Regions from separate parts of the Sus scrofa genome. Here region 1 is linked to region 2. The links are chromatin contacts, called in public Hi-C maps. All regions are on one chromosome and are shown on one strand. The core of a region is the stretch at or near the end of the contact, and the rest is flanking DNA. Distances in the headings are between cores, read along the strand shown.

Region 1 (5,586 bases), core at 2,505-5,004, 810 kb before region 2:
ACTACTTCCATGTTGTACTTTACCTGCTGTCATAATGGAACTTAAGGTTGGAATATGACTAGTTTGATTGCAGAAATGCTGGTACTAACATTATAACACTGTGTAATGGTTATATTATTAGAATAATCCTGTCTTAACCCTAAAGGGCCCGTTTTCTTCTGTAGTTTCCTTAACACTTTCCTTTTGTTTAGTGATTGCTTGTGCTTCGCTAATTTCTATAACCAAGCTGGAGTGGAATCCAAAAGAAAAGGTAAAATTTAAGTCATTGTCCATATGATTGTCAAACTGGTTCCTGGGGTTATTGTCACAATTATTTTCAAAATTTTGAATTTCTAATTTTCTCTCTCTTTTTTTTTTTTTCTTTATTGTTTGTCTTTTTTTAAGGGCCACACCCCACGACATATGGAGGTTCCCAGGCCAGGGGTCCAATCGGAGCTATAGCTGCTGGCCTATGCCCCAGCCCCAGCCACACCAGATCCGAGCCACATCTGTGACCTACATCACAGTTCACGGCCACGCCAGATCCTTAACCCATTGAATGAGGCCAGGGACCAACCCTGCGTCCTCATTATCAGATTCTTTCTGCTGAGCCATGACGAGAACTCCTCTAATTCTTTCTTAAACCCTTCAACCATCAAGGCCTGGTGAAAGAGGTGAGCCACTGAAGGGGAGGGAACAGAGTGCGTGAAGGTGTGCGGAGGTCAGAGGAGGCAGGGTGTACTGAGTGGAGGGGGAGGGGATGAGGACAGTGTTGAGCATAACTTGTATCAGGATAGGATGAGAAATAAATGTGGTCAGGGGGGAGGGTGGGGATTAGTTTGTGCACGGCTGTAAGAGGTGAGCAGAGAGGCAGATGCTTGACACAGGTGACCAGAATAAGCCTTTGAAGGCTTTTGAACAGGAGACTAAAGTGAAGGAATTCTACTGGATGAATACTAGTCAGAAGCAACACCTGGGGTGGACTGCAGAGGCGTGAGCCCGGAGTTAGGATGGCAGGGAGAATGAAGTTCCGCCCGTTTAATTTCAAATCTAAATTCGTCTAGATTGCAAGTAATAGCGAGAGAATGAAAGGACTTGATGAAGTGAAGATGATGCCCAAGTTTTTGTCTTGGGAGAACCCAAGAACCTGTTTTTGTGAGCAGAGATAATTGGGTCCCTAATAGGAATAACTGATTTAATGGAGGCAACTGGATGGGTTTGGCTTTAGAATCACTGAATCTGAGGCTAGTGAAACGCTGAGAAATATCCAGTTAGAGCCAGGGGTTGAGAGCCATCAGAGCATAGACTAGAGTAACTGGTAATTTCCAGACCAAACACCAGAACACACGGAATCAGGGGTTTGGAACTGAGCTGAATGCGTGCCCTTAGGTACAGCAAGAAGGGAGTTAGTGAGAAAACAGCAGGAGTTTTTCCCAAAGGGGCAGGTGGAGTTATTGATGGTTTTCCAAAAGCAGTCTTAGTCAAAGGTCAGAGTGAGAAGCCAATTGCAGGAGGTTGAAGAAACAGTGAGAGCAGTGGTTCACTGTCTCAGTGGAATGTTTGGAAGCGAGAGAAGGAGAAGTAAGATGGTGCCTGAGGGGGATGGAGGGGTCAGAGGAAGGGCTTTCCATCACAGAGGATTCTGGCAGGTGATGGAAGCCTGCAGGACACCAGGGAGAGACTGAAGGGAGTGAGAAGAATGATCCAGACAGATGTTAGGGAAAAAAGTGCTTCTGGAAAAGGAGGCACCAGAGCAGAGCAGAGCCAGGTGTACTTTACTTTTGAACCACTGGGAGGAGACCTTCCACCACAAATCAGCGGCTGGGAAGGATTTCTCAAAGCTTAATGGAGGCAGTTTAAAAAAAAAAAAAAAAGAAAGAAAGAAAGAAAGAAACCAAAAAACAAACCAAAAAAACCCTTTTTTAAAATTTTTTTTTTTTTTTGTCTTTTGTCTTTTTTGTTGTTGTTATTGTTGCTATTTCTTGGGCCGCTCCCGCGGCATATGGAGGTTCCCAGGCTAGGGGTTGAATCGGAGCTGTAGCCACCGGCCTACGCCAGAGCCACAGCAACGCGGGATCCGAGCTGCGTCTGCAACCTACACCACAGCTCACGGCAACGCCGGATCGTTAACCCACCGAGCAAGGGCAGGGACCGAACCCGCAACCTCATGTTTCCTAGTCGGATTCGTTAACCACTGCGCCACGACGGGAACTCCCCTTTTTAAAATTTTTAATTTACTTTTTTTTTTTTTTTTTTGGCCACCCTGCGGCATATGGAGTTCCCAGGCCAGGGATCTAAGCCTCAGTTGCAACCTATGCCACACCTGCAGCAACGCTGGATCCCCTTTAACCTATTGTTAAAGGCTGGGGAGCGAACCTGTGTCCTCATGCTGCAGAGACGCTGCCAATATCGTTGTGCCACAGCGGGAACTCTAGAAAAACCTTTTTCCATTTAATTTTCTATCTTAAAAATAGGAAAAGAACCTGGTTTTCTATTCACTCCATAAATTACTATGCTGCTCTTAGATTGCCTCCTGTTTCCCCAAATCCACGAATGTGAAGAAAACCCTCTACCTCCATTCACAGACTAGAGTGAGCATTTAGGTCCTGCCCCAAGCTGTGGAGGTCAGAGCTCTCACAGGACAGTCCTGTGCTTCGACGTACCTGGTGGGGAGGCTGAGAATTAGGATATCATTGTCTCGTTTCGAGCTCAGCCTGCATTCACATGTACATGGCGGAAGGTCTGGACCCCTGCTCCAGGGCGCCATCACTAATATCACACGACGGAACACCCCCCCCCCAAAACCTCCAAAGTCTGCTTCTCTTTGTATGAGGCATTTTCATTGTCCGGGGTGCTGGCCTCCCTTCTCAACCCCCTAATGCAGGCTGGTCCGATGCTCCCTAGAGTGGCCTCGACAGGACCAGCAGTGGATGTGACAGTCCTTGGAGGGGGGAGCAAGGGTGTGTAAGAGTTTGATGGGCCTCTGTTACATCTTTGTGGGTGAAAACCGCGTCAAAGGAAAGGACTGACCTGCAACCTAGCATGTTTGTTTGTTCACACCTGTAACCTAGAGCAGAGCAGACAGTGAAGTAGGAAGAAAATAGAGGGTATTATTTGAAAATAGAGGGCATGAATTGATGACAGGCTAATTTGGCATGTGGGCTCAAGTCAGAATGCAGACAGGCATTTTTTGCTTAGTGTTTAAAACAATGCTTCTAGAGTAATTTTTGGCATTTGAAAATCAGGGGAGATCCTCTCCTCTGTCCCTCTGTCTCTGTCTCTGACACATACATACCAGCCCCTCACCTCAGGCTTTTTTTTTTTTTCCCCAAAGTAACTCGGGGATTATTTTTCCCATTTGGTGAGAATGGAATTGAAATGAGGAGGTGTGGGCCTCGGTCGCTGCTCTCTTTTTGCAACCATCAGTTTCAGTTCTTTTATTTGTTTCCTGGCCTCCAGAGGCAGCTGACTTTCGAACCCCAATTAAACACCATTCTCTTTCTTGCCTTCCATTCTCTCATTCCTCCCACCAAGAAGTAGTCTCATTATTAGCATTTGCTTCGTAACTCTGCTTACCTTATAATGTTAAGCAGACCTATTTTCTGAACTGGCATTTTCTGTAGTAACAGAGAAACACAAGACCTGGTGGTGACCGTTGATTAATTTCCTTGAGATGCACCAGGGAGGCCTTTGGAATAACCACACTGATGCTGGGAGGTGCTTTTCGAGGCTGTCTTTCAACTTTGAGCTTCCCAGCAGTGGGAGGGCAAGTCATGCCTTGTATGGAAAGTTCTTTCTTCCACTGAGTCCAGATTTGGCTTCCACTCTCCGCAAATCTTCGGTCCTCATTCTGCCTTTTTAAGTTACATAGACAAGCCTTAAAGCTAGGGTGTGTGAGAACCCAAAAGAACTTTGTACTCAGGTTCTCGTGGGGCAGCTGCCCGGAAGTGCATCTCCATGGCCCTGCTTACCCCTTGTTTCCTCCAGGGCTTGATTTATGCTCACTGGACAGCTTTTTCCTCGGACCTGACCTGCTCATTATGATTTCAGTACATACACTAAAGTGAATGCATGTAGGCTAAATTCTGTTCCTTTTTTTGGTTGTTCTTAGGATTACGTGTATCACGTAGTGAGTGCGATCTGTGAATGGACAGTGGCCTTTGGTTTCATTTTCTACTTTCTAACATTTATCCACGATTTCCAGGTAGGTATTTGTCAATGCAAATGTTACAAGTTACTGATGATGACGATTAGTTGAAATCCGTAGAACATTTCTTGGATTAACAAGAAAAAATAAGGGCACTATCTTTCTTCTCACCATTATGTGTTTGAACAAATATGTAATTATTGTGTAATTTTGTGTATTCCCAAAGGAGAGCATCTTGATTAGCTCTCCCAAACAATGAAACGTTCATCTGCCCTCTGCCATTTGCTGCTGATAGTCATAGATCCTGGTTATTTTCTTTGCGAGGAGGTCTGATTTAAGAGTTTCAAATAACAGGAAATAGGTCTTTTCTTAAAAATAAGTGTGTTGTTGAAAAATGTTCCCAAGGCAGAGAGAAGGTGGGACCTTTGGCAACGGGGAAAATCTTACATTTTGAAACAAGTGAATTAGTAGCTAAAAGGTTAGAGAAAACCAAGGAAATTCTTGAGGATCCAACTCAAGCTCAGTACGACCCATAGTGAGATCATCTCTGAGGGGGTGCAATGCTGTGGGAGTTTCAGAGCTGGCACTGGAATTGTTTACTTTCTTTCAAACTTTTTTTTTTTTTTAAATAGAGTGTCACCCTAAGGATATCCACAGAAATCAATGATGATGTTTGAAGAAAGAATTCTATCTCACTCAGTCAAAGTGGCAGACAATTTCTAGAAGTGGTACAGAGGACAGACAGGTTTTAATGCTGCCCTGTATGGAATTCATCTGTAGCACGTCCAGGACTTGAATTTCTTTAAGAATTCCCAATAGTTGTATATTTCCAAAGGTATGTTTTCCTAGAGAATGTAGAGCATTTATGACATTGTAGCAATGTTTTTAAAATTTTCTAAGTAGACATTTTTTTATATTAACAAATTCTTTACAGAAAAGATAGGTGTTCCAGAAAATGGAGACCTCTTATTTTTGTACAGATTCTGTGTTGTTTTATTTTTCTTTGTGTGTGAGTGCTTTATGGAAATACACTAAATGAGGACTTCATTAAAAAGTAAAATCAGGGGATGCTCATTTTTAAATTTCATTTTTAGAAAATGAACTGTATAATTTGATATCATGAGCATTTATAACATTCAGTTTGTAATGATCCTTTAGATTTAGTTAATAAACTAACACTAAGAGACTATGATTTTTAGATGAACCAAGCAAAATGCTTCTATCAAAAAGCCTTATTACCACTATGCACATTAACTCAGTGACCACAGAAGACCTTGATTTTGAAATTCCGTCCTCCACGGGCCTCCCTGCTCACAGAAACCAAGCTTTTACCATGGCTGCTAACTGTCTCTAGTGGTGTGATTCCAGGTCGGGTGGATTCAACAAGGCAGGTTAGAAACCAAAAGCCTTCTGACAACAGAGAGAAAGGGAGGTGAGCAAATAACAGGAAGAACGCACTG
Region 2 (5,241 bases), core at 1,809-4,308:
ATTATGGAAGTACTTCTCACAGTGTGTCCTATTAAACACTAGTCCTCTTTGTCGACCCTAGAAAAGAATTCCAAACCCAGACAAATTTAGGAAATTGCGAGTATTGAATTCCTCCTCTTGAAGTCTCACCTTGCAGACATTATAGGAGGATGGTCACATGTGCAGCTTCTGTAGCTACATGGCCTGTGTTTGAAACTCAGCTACCACTTAGAAGCTCTGTGCCTCTTTGTTCATTTGTAAAGTGGAGAATTGCATCGGTGCCCACTCCTGGGTGGTGGGGAGGATTAACCAGGTCAGTGTAGGTAAAGCATGCACTGCACGTGCCAGGCACACTGTGAGCATGCCCGAGTGTTCATTTTGTACCACAAAACCTGTTAAAGTTTCTGAAAGGTCTTTCAGGCAAGACACCTTTTAGCTTTGCTTAAATCAGTTACCTAACCTTATTTGAAAGGGTGTGGAACCCTGTCTTCAAATACAATTCTTCAGAGTAAATATTTATTGGGTCAGTCATTTGGGAAACACTGCTTGAAAGGCTTATGTTTGAAAGCCAGGAGCCCAGAAAGCCAGTTGTCTCCTTTAAGGTGCTTTTCTACATAAGGATATGCTGCCCCCAGGCGGACAGAAAGGTTTGGGCCAAAAACTTGGAATCTAAAGAGCCAGGCTTGCCACAGGTGCTGTTAAGAGGAAGTGAAACACACAAACAAATGGTTTTCCGGTTAGGACATATTTTAAAATAATTTGGGGAAGAGCTCTTTATTAAAATACTAATATAAAAATAGATATTACCAGGCAGAGGGATGACTAGGAAGTGAGGCTCTAAGTTGCCTCCTGTGAAAAGACATTGTCTTTTCATTGTTATATAACCCGATTGGAGCACGCCAGCCAGGTACAACATAGGTGATCAACAGACACTTGCAGAACAAATGACTGGCTGTATGCTTTTTCTCAAGGAGGGGAGAAAATCCAACTTAGTTGTGTCTCTTCAATCTGATCTTTAGGGAACTCAAGCAACTGCGGCAGATAGAAAATTCCAGATAAAATGGCTTAGAATCCTTTCCCTGAGATAATTCACTACTGACCAAGAAAGGAAAGTAAGCTAATAGCATTTGCACAAAGGTATCAACTAGAACTAAAATTCCAAGGTGCTAAACAGTTAAGCAGCAAATTTAATTTACCAGAATAGCCAACTCTATAGAAATTACAACCCAGAGAGGGTTCTCGTTGTGGCTCAGCAAGTTAAGCATCAGATATAACGTCCTTGAGGATGTGGGCTTGATCCCTGGCTCGCTCAGTGAGTTAAGGATCTGGTGTTACCGCAAGCCTTGTTATAAATGTGGCGTAAGCTGCAGGTGCAGCTCTGATTCGACCCCTAGCCCAGGAACTGCCTGTCCTTTTTCAGTTTCTTTACACCTTTTTCCCACCCTATCTAGTGTATCCAGTCCCAGGACGAAACTCTTCCCAATTTGAGTGTCTCCTCTGTTTCTTGCTAGAACCTGATGGATACCAGGGATCTACCATGGAATCCATCAGGCAATTACTTAGCCTCTCTGGTCTATAGTTTCCTCAGCTGGAAGCTTGGACCAGTGGCTTCACAGAGTTGTGGTGGGGCTTAAATGTGTTCAATGGGTTGGCACATAAAAACCTCAATAAAATTAGGCTATTATTATTATTTTGTTTTTACAGTGAAGTGTGTGTGTGTGATTTAAAATGTTACCTAAGAATTTTCACATACGCCCTTTTCAAAATTAGGAAAAATTCATGTGTGGCCAAGTGTCCCCACTTGGGGCAGGGCAAAGTGGGATCACAGTGGCTCTGGTGCCCTGCCCAGTTGTAGGTAAGTAGCAGATTCTCAGTGGTTATGCCTTGATTCATTTTAAAATCTTAGAGATGGGCTGTGAGCAGCTCTTCTGCCCACTGATGACCTCTACTGCTGAACTTCATGAGAGTGGGTCTTCAGAAGAGCACCCACAGCAGACACTGCCCCTTCTTCTCCGTGGAGCCACACGACCTGCTGGCCATCCTACAGGATAAAAAACATTCCCATGAGGAAAAGACTGCTCTTTCCCGGGAGCGTTATGGAGCCAGGAATACTGTCTGAGTGGCTCGCTTACTCTCTGTAGCCCAAAGCCATAATATCTGCTCTTAAATGCTGTATTCCAGATCTGTGTAGCTCTAGAAGGAAGATGCTAGCTGGAATGCATCCCTGGAACATGGTTCCATTCATTCAGCAAGGATTTTTCCCTCTCGGAGAAGTTACAGCCGTCCTACTGCTGAGGAGTGTCATTCAAGATAGGCAGCATGGCCCAGTGGAAAAAGCATGAGCTACAAAGCCAGAGAGCCCTGAGTTCAGTCCTAATTCAGTAAGTCACCAGTAGGTGATCTTGAGAAAGTTATTCACCCTCCCTGGACCAGAGGAGCCTCATCAACACAGTGGGGGATACTGTCTATTTTTGTAGGATTCTTGTTAGGATTAAGTGAGAAAAGATGTAAAGCACCTCAGTGGTGCCTGGCACACTCGGTAAATAGTGACTACTAGTGGCTGGAACAATAGTCATTTTCCACTTGTTAAGTGCTAATGTCCTTGCCTTTCATGCAGTGACCCCAAAGCAACTCAGAGATCCTCACGCTCCGTTGGAAGGGACCAAAGGATCCAGCTACTTGAGCACCCCCCACACCTCCCCAAACCCTTGCTGGAGAGAACTCTGTAAAGCCAACTGGGCAGAATGTACAGAAGCTTCTGAGCCATCCAGCTGGCTTAGATCTAGACACATAGTATTAGTTTGCATTTACTGAGAGCCACTCTGTGCCAGGCACTGCACTAAGACCTTCATAAGCAATGAAGTCCATTCTAAATTAATCCTCAAAATGATCTGTGTTGTAATTGCCCCCCCCATTTTACAGGTTATGAAACTAAGGTTCAAAGGGTTAAGCGACTTTCTCAAAGGCATATAAGCCCATAGGTGGACTCAGAATTTGACCCAGGCAGCCTGATCTCAGAGCCCCCACTCTTCTATTGTATGGCCTCAATATCTGGCGGGAAGACACAGCAAGGCAGAGCCACATTCCGGGATAGCTATTTGGATTGAACTGATGCGTTCATCAGCGAAGCAAGGCTTAGGGTTAGGGTTCTGGTTGACTTGGGCATGCTGCCTCTACCAGAGATATAAGTATCCTATAGACCAGAGGTTCTCAACCCTGGAAGAATATTATGCTCATTTAGGGAGGTTTTCAAAAAGTACCAATTCCTGGACCTCACTGAAAGATTCTTATTTAACTGCTCTAGGGCAGAGTCTGGGTGTAGAAAAAATTTAAAGCTCCCCAAGTAGTTCGAACGGGCAGCCAGTGTTGAGTGTGGCCTCTCCTTGTTCTTGATGGGCACTTGATGTTGCCTCTTGGTCACAGAGCTTCTTGGAGTCCCTCAGGGATTGGATTTGTTCCTCTTGACATTTTAGTTCAGAATTAATTAGCTGACCCTCATACATTAGGCAATAATACATTGTGTAAATTCTGACTTAGGATACCGCTTTGCATAGAAATCTGAGACTTCCCAAGGAGAACATTTTTCTCTATTACTAAGTGTAGTCAAGTTTCCTCTGGAAAATGGCAACATCCAAATCCTTTCCTACGAATCATGTATTACAAAAAAAAAAAATTGCTTTGAAACATTGCAAGGCAGCCAACATCATTCAGTAAATTACACCATGTAACTGGCTGAGACCTCATGAGACTTGCCCTCTTTGGCTTTATCAAGGGAACAGCCACTTCTCTCTGCAATCCCTTATGGGAATGGATTTCTTCACTTTTCTCTGAAAGGTCAGCTCGCCCCCCCTTTCCTGTATCCCTCATCAAGTGGTGGCAGCTCAACCTTTTGTTATCTTCCTGTGCAGCTCCCTTGGGGATGCGTTTTACTTGCAAATAAGAGATGCCTGCAATTTTAGATAATCTATATTTGAAAAAGAAAAAGAACAGTTTTATTTTGAACAAGGATATTTAGCATGAATTCCATTAGATATCTATGCTGTATTTCCTTTGCTCTTTCTCCCAGGACCCCGTCTTGTTTGGGTTCTCTTCAGTCCCCTGCACAGTCTGAGCGTGTTCAACGTTCCCTTGTGCACACTATTCCGTTTGCTCCTCCAAGTGCATCTTTATTCTCCTCCTTCTGACCTGGAGCCTGGATGCCTGGCCTGGGGATGGGTGTGCATTGATGGCATTAATGGTTCCTGGCCCTGTGGCTTTTGGCCAGTGGTAGAAGAGTGAAGTTGGGCTCTGTATTCTGTGGGCTTTCTCCGTGGCTGAGTAGTTGCAGGTAGACTGTGTTTTTATGAATGGACAAAGATCGTCCTCGATAGCCCTCTCCATCCGATGCTCTGTGCATCTGTTATAATGAAAGCTCCCTGTTTCTCAAGCTGGGGAGCACTAGTGGCTCCCTGTCATTGCTAGCCCCTGGGCACTGCACCAACCCTGGCTGAGTTCCTTCAGCTTTGCCCACAACTTCATGGTCACTTTATTAAACTTCCCTCCTTGGATCCGTTCTAATAATGTCATCTACTTTCTGCTGAGACCATAAGGCATCATGCAATTCCCTTCTTCAATTTCAGGGGCCGGATCTTGCTTGGTCTGATGTAGTCCCAGGATCCCATCTGCTGGTCATCAGTTCAGACACCCAGGATTAAGGCCATCAGAGCATGGTCTTCCCTGAACAAGGCTTTTTGATCCAGGGATGGGCACTTGACTTGAGTAGCCCAATTAGATGGAAGGTGTTTCTTATTCTGCCCAAGCCGCTCTAAGAAAACACTACAGACTGGGTGACTTAGAAATAACAGAAATTTATTTCTCGGCGTTCTGGATGCTGGGAAGTCCAAGATAAAGGCCCCAGAGTTCTGGTGAGAGGGTTCTGGTGAAAGCCCTCTTTTTGGTTCATAGCTGGCCCTTTCCAGTTCTCTCTTCACATAGTGCAAGGGGAGAAGCTATCTCTGGGGTCTCCTGTATGGGAACACTAACCCATTCATGAAGGCGACAGTCTCTGAACCCAAGCACCTCCACGGACCCCACCTCCAGGAACTGTTATCTTTGGCGGTGAGGATTTCAACGTTTGAATTTTGCAGGGACAGACCACTGCTGAAGGGAAGTAACCACGCTGTGAGCATGAGGAATGCCATTGTAAAGACACAGACAGCACACTCAGGGCAGAGCCAGCGCAATGGCATTGGAGCTGTGATTGCCACATTTGGGGACTTAACT

Evidence for each region. A called contact is a pair of places that touch in the nucleus more often than the background predicts.
Region 1: a contact with region 2 is called in a Hi-C map of retroperitoneal adipose tissue, with 3 times the contacts expected there. A contact is called at or near these places in 8 of 47 Hi-C or Micro-C datasets (adipocytes, embryonic fibroblasts, fetal skeletal muscle and 4 more) and 1 of 2 datasets of targeted methods (alveolar macrophages).

Annotation. Positions count from the first base shown.
Region 1 is chr5:82,291,864-82,297,449 of Sscrofa11.1, reverse strand. All of the region lies in intron 4 of GNPTAB (N-acetylglucosamine-1-phosphotransferase subunits alpha/beta), which reads right to left. It overlaps DRAM1 (DNA damage regulated autophagy modulator 1), which reads left to right. Exons shown (of 7, transcript NM_001190286.1): 5 at 192-250; 6 at 4,091-4,183; 7 at 4,759-4,872. The coding sequence ends at 4,803. Among named protein-coding and RNA genes, the nearest start is that of GNPTAB, 30 kb to the right of the region's middle.
Region 2 is chr5:81,476,963-81,482,203 of Sscrofa11.1, reverse strand. No RefSeq gene overlaps it. Among named protein-coding and RNA genes, the nearest start is that of PAH, 94 kb to the right of the region's middle.